Linked DNA regions of Mus musculus: region 1 is linked to region 2. A link is a contact called in public HiChIP or PLAC-seq data. All regions are on one chromosome and are shown on one strand. The core of a region is the stretch at or near the end of the contact, and the rest is flanking DNA. Distances in the headings are between cores, read along the strand shown.

Region 1 (2,722 bases), core at 76-2,575, 1.1 Mb before region 2:
TCCTTGTAAGGAGCCCTGTCCTGTCTTCCGGCCCCACCCACCTGTCACTGGCCACAGCCACAAGCACCAAAGGCAGGTATAGTGTCGCTTTGGGGGGACAGAGACTGTTCTTGGAAATGGTTGCAACAGTTTGTGGCTGGGGAGCTCGCATGAGGACGCTGGAGGACAGAGTGTTCTGTGGGATCGGGGAATGTGTTTATCTGGGGGCACTTGCTAGGGATTCCGGTCTTAGTTTCTAAAAATCACATAAGTGTGTGTGTGTATGTGAGTGTGCACTCATTGTGTGTGTGTGTGTGTGTGTGTGTGTGTGTGTGTGTGTGTAAGTCAGTTCTCTCCCTTCCATCACATGATTCTTGGACATCAAACTCAGGTTGTAAGGCCAGGCAGCAAAGGCCTTTACCAGCCATATCATCACAATGGCCCAGATATTCTGAATTTAATGGTTAGTTCATGAAGGGGAGCCGGTCTCTATTTGGTTGGTGGTCCACTCAGTCAGTCTGGATCGCAGTGTTCCTCCAATCATGTGAAGAAAGACATTCAAAGGAGTCAGAGACGGGGCCCTTCAGATAACTTGCTTCCAACCGTTCTGTGCCTCCAGAGACGCTGTGCCGAACCTCATCACACCCCAGCTAACGTGCATGTTTGGCCTGTGGAGAATCAAATGGTTCCTGGAGACTGACTTTAAACCCAGTCAGGTGGTGAAGTCACTCGCTACTGCTGCTCCAGAGGTGTTATTTTACCAATCAGCACACCCAGCACACCCACCGACACCTCATTGGCAGCTGCGTGGGGCATCGTCCTATCCGGACCAGTTTATGAGATCTAAATGTTTCGAGTCTTCCCATTGGTGCCAGTGGTATGAGCCCGCACTTCCTCAGCCTGTGCTGACCTCCAGCCTTGGCATGAACTTCAAGAGCCTTTCTCTTTCTGTTCTGTCAGCATCACTCTGGCCCACAGTGTCGATGACACGTGGCTGTTTAAAGCCTAAAGATGCAGGATGCAAGCACGGAGTTGTCTTGCTGAGACAAAGACGAACCCTCATCTATGTGCTCAGGCAGCTATTACTCATGACTAGACTAAGTGCTTGTATATGGAGTTGTATAGAGCACAGCCATGCTCCTGAGTCCGGAAATTGCTTATGACTGTCCTCATACAATGCAGAGGGAGGGGGTGGGGGCTCACAAGCCACACTTTCAGGAATGTTAGTGACACTTTTAAGGGGAAAACTTATTGACCCTTGAATACGCCGTAGATCTGGGCCTTATGCTGCAGAGCGGAGGGCGGGGCTGAGAAGCCTCGTAGGCGGGGTTGAGATGCCTCATAGGCGGGGCTGAGACATTTCATAGGCGGGGCTGGTTGGGGATGTGGGGCGTCTAAGGGCGCCGCTGTGGTGTTGGTGGGAATGGCAGAAACAGTAAGAAACCAACAGGAAATACAAATCCTGCCTGCCTCCTCCATCTCCACCATCTTCCTGCAGGTCTGCAGTTGGCAAAGGACAGGAAGTCACGAGTAAATCCCAGCAGGAAATGCCTGGCAGAGGCCAACAAGAGGTCTCTGAGAAAGGGGACTGTGGTCGCAGAGACCCTGATCTTTACCATCAGATAGCACAGAGTAGAAACTTCCAGCTGACAGGTATTAGCATAAACACTAATAACTCCCCCTTTCCCCTGCTCAGCCCCACTCTAGGGGACTAGAGAAGGAAGACGCTTGGTAGGGGCGTCCTGCAGACTTAGATTCTAAAGTAGGACTCAGCTTTCAAATCTGTGCAATGGCCATGTAAATAATAACAGAAATAATGATCTGAAGCCCAACATCAGAACCTGGCACAGTCGTGCCTGGCATTTCTGGTTGCCAGGGCAGCAGGCTTACAGCACTAACAGGCTCTGGCATCGGGGCTGGCTCTGCACACCTTCACAGCGTTGGGTCTGAGCCTGTAATCTGGCTAATGTTACCATCCCCCTCTCCGGCACCACCATGTAAGCTCTCATTGTGGATGGAGCTCTTCCAGTGAGCTCTCTGAGCACCTGGAAGCCTGGGCCTGCTATCTTGGTCCCCACTAGTTCCTAGAAGGAGGCCCAGGTGTGCAGCGGAGACTCCATCTGGGACCTCCTCTAGCCCTCTAAGTTTGGAAATGTTTTGTTTTCCCCAACAGGAGGTGAGGGAACAAAGGGAAGGGGCGGTCACCTCCTCAGTGTCACAGGCTGAACTCGGCTGCCTTCGAATCCAGCCTCTCCTGCACGCTTTTGCTTCAACCTGAGTCCTCTCCTGGTGGCCCCTTGTCTGGAGAAGGCTTTCTGTAAGCCACTTTTTGCCAGTTCAGGGAGAGCCAGCCCCTCTCCCAGACAGCACAGTGGCTCCCAATGGCAATCTACTCTCCTCTTCATGTCAATAATAGCCCAAAAGAGATAAATCTAGCAATATGTGTGTGATCAGCAGCCTCGCAGTACCCCCCAAGACACAAATTTATGGGGCATCCACACTCGGGGGTCATCTTCCCAATAGTTTATAGTATCGAGCCTCCTTTATTTCCTCAGTAAATCTAATTTATATGGACAAGCAGATCAAGCCGAGCTGTTCCAGGCATTGGAAGGCTGTGAATCATTCACAAGGCTTTAGGAAACTTGGGGAGATTAAGGTTTTGCATAATGCAAATCAGGAGGGAAAGATGTTTGCTCTGCCTCCGCTGTGGATGCAATTAGCGCAATGAACACCAAAAGAGATT
Region 2 (2,904 bases), core at 388-2,887:
CTTTTATGTCTCCTTTAGTCAGAGTGCATCCCAGGCTGGGTGTGGTAACATACTCCTGTCATCCTGTATTCTGAGGTGACTTGGGACGCTGAGTCAGGGTCAACCTGGGATACACAGCAACTTTAAACTGTATCTTTTAATTAAATCAGTGATCACCAGTCCCAGTGCTGAGCACGACCATCATTGCTCTGCACCTGCCACAGACAACCTGCTTCCTGCCAAGGGTCCTGGGAGTCTCTACAGTCAGCTAACCTCTACTCTGTACTGTCACATAGCTCAGGACATCCCCTCCCCCAGGTTGCATGAACAGTAAAGAAAGATGTTGCCACTGCCCAGAAACCAATGTACTGATCTGCTCTGAGGATGCATCTACCCACATGAGGGTCCGCCTAATGCTAATCCCACAGCAGTGGCTTCGTCTTCATACCGGGGGTGAACTTAGCTCTTTTCTCTCATCATCAAAGGTGGCTTCTTGTTCTACTCGATCCCTTTTTGTGGCTGATCTCTGATTGCCCCAGCAAAGGTGATCACAGTAGAAAAGACTCATACCCATGTGCCTCCCACCTACTAATCCTGCTAACCTTAAGTGTTCAAGAGCTTTGCTCTGAATCAGGTCTGTCCCCCAGACCCAGCTTGGTTGGGAGGAGGTAAGGCACAGTGTCCCTCATCAGCAACCTGGAATTTTTAATCCATTGTACATAGGATGCTCAGCTAGGCAAGCAAAGATATTTGGGGTCACCATCAGTGTTCCAGATGCTAACCAGAAAAATAATGAAACCTGTTCCTGACCCGTGTGCTGCCCAAGGCCTGCTGCCTTTCCGGCTTCCTGTCATGGTCAATGCCTCCAAGAAGGAGATCTGTACAGATGGAGTCTGTAGGGGAGAATATGGAAATCAAGACTCCTGGGCAGACTCAGCAACCCAGGAGCTGCGACAGGCCTTGGCTTGCTGGACATGACTGAAACTGAAGGCTTTCTGCAATCCTCTATGAAGAGAGTCGGGAAGGAATAGCACCCCCATAGAAGTTGTTGGGGGACACTAACTGAGCCTATGTGTGTGAGGGGCCTGGAACTTAGGGAATGTTCTGGAAATGTCTCTGGGTGTCATTGCTACCGCCATGACATATCTACCCAATGACATGAGTCAGGATACAGAAGGAAACAGGACTCGGGCTCTCAGATGGATGTTTTCGGTAATCTCATGAACCCTGTCTTGTAAATATTCCATTCTACTTTCTTTTCTTGTAACACCCTTGTCAAGGCAACCCTGAGTTATGCTGAAATAGGAAGTGGCTTCCTTGTCTATTCTCAAAGAACAGTGTGAGCCCATAGACTGAAACAGGAAGTGGCTTCCTTGTCTATTCTCAAAGAACAGTGTGCAAGGCACAACCCTGTCAATTCCACTTCTGTTCAGCAGAGTAAAGGCAGAAACCAGCAGGGTAGGGGGAAGAAGAGAGGGGAGGAGGGGACTTAATGATTGGTTTGATTTCTTAAGGAGATATTGGAATATTTTATTTTTCTAGTTCTATTCTTAGAGCTGAGTGAGTTACGTTTTCAAGACACTTGTTTCCCTTAAGTTGTCAGCACGAGGTGGTTCAGTTTCTTTGTCACCGCTTGCTTTGATGCTCTAGTCCCCATGAGGCCTCCTCTAGGCTTTTGTCTGATGAGTCTCAGCCTGAGTGGTACTAGCCAGGAAACCACATTGTTGCCTGAGTTTTAAGCTGGGTTTTTATATGTGCACACAGCCCCCAAACACACCAACTTCCGATTAGTCAGAGGGTCCGATTTGCAAGACTCCTCTATGGCCCCACAAGTCTCCTCTGGGATCTGAGTGTCCCCTGAGAAACAAATACCCAAAGGCCGCAGGACAGGAGAGGGCCTGACCTTTGGACTCCGTGGACGTGTGCGTTTTCTGAAGTGGAGCTGAGAGTGCCTCCTGACAGGTCACCCAGCTTTCCCTGTTTGGCTTGTAGCTAATTATTCCTCTGCAATCTCAAACAGGACCTAGGGCCACACCTACCACCAAGTATGCTGTTTTGTCCTGCGGCTGGGAGTCTACAACCATGACTGCAGCCACCTGCCCTACTGCAGTTAGGGGAGATATTTACTTTCCAGTCTCTGTATCCAGAAGCTCTGGCCTAAGGTCTATCCAAGAGTACCCACCTCCATCTTCTACCCATTCACTCATCCAACCATCCATCAGTCTCTTATGTACCCACTCATCCTCTCATCTATCCACCCACTGATTCTTCCATCTATCTACTCATCCATCAATCAACAAATCTATTCACCCATCCACTCATCCATCCGACAATTCATTCATCTGTCCATCCATCAATACATCCATCCACCCAGTCATCCATCTATCCATCCACCCACTCATCCATCCATCTATCCATCCACCCACTCATCCATCCATCTGTCCATCCACCCACTCATCTATCCATCTACCTACTCGTGCATCCATCTGTCCATTCATCCATCTATCCACCCATCTACACATACATCTATCAGCCCATTCATCTGTCAGCCACTCATTCATGTGTTTATTTACCCATTCTCCACTGCAGACACAAGCACTAAGTATGTTGAAGACTATGTTAGGTTCTGGAACACAGAAGAGAATGAGACACAGCAAACAGGGACCCTCTTCTCGTGAAATTTTGGCTCTACCATGGAAGACAGCATAAAGAACTCTCATTGGATGCTGTAATCTTCTCAGATTACATTCAGTCAGGCTGATTTTCTAGCCACTTCCATGGAGTACTAGCTGAGCATAGGGAGTACTGTAGATAACTGCATCTTGAAAACCTGCATTAAACAAATGCAGATATGAGTCTGTAACCTGTCAGCATCCAATACACCTATCATGGAGCTTTAGTGGGTGCTAAGGAGAACAGTTGTTT

What was found. HiChIP or PLAC-seq counts read pairs in DNA pulled down with a chosen protein or histone mark.
Region 1: an H3K27ac HiChIP or PLAC-seq map of T-cell acute lymphoblastic leukemia shows a contact between it and region 2, with 3 times the contacts expected there. The contact joins two enhancer-like sites. A contact is called at or near these places in 2 of 39 promoter capture datasets (hippocampal neurons and liver) and 2 of 115 datasets of contacts at active chromatin or transcription factors (T-cell acute lymphoblastic leukemia and astrocytes).

The regions. Positions count from the first base shown.
Region 1 is chr2:166,552,269-166,554,990 of GRCm38.p6, reverse strand. No RefSeq gene overlaps it. Among named protein-coding and RNA genes, the nearest start is that of Gm29679, 11 kb to the left of the region's middle. Within about 2 kb of position 1,325, at least 104 of the 459 cell types and tissues checked have an H3K27ac peak or open chromatin away from gene starts, as enhancers often do. A contact at or near this core is called in T-cell acute lymphoblastic leukemia, where this site is marked.
Region 2 is chr2:165,451,929-165,454,832 of GRCm38.p6, reverse strand. The region is part of intron 1 of Slc13a3 (solute carrier family 13 (sodium-dependent dicarboxylate transporter), member 3); the gene reads left to right. The region is part of intron 2 of Gm14437 (predicted gene 14437); the gene reads right to left. Among named protein-coding and RNA genes, the nearest start is that of Gm14437, 11 kb to the right of the region's middle. Within about 2 kb of position 1,637, at least 65 of the 459 cell types and tissues checked have an H3K27ac peak or open chromatin away from gene starts, as enhancers often do. A contact at or near this core is called in T-cell acute lymphoblastic leukemia, where this site is marked.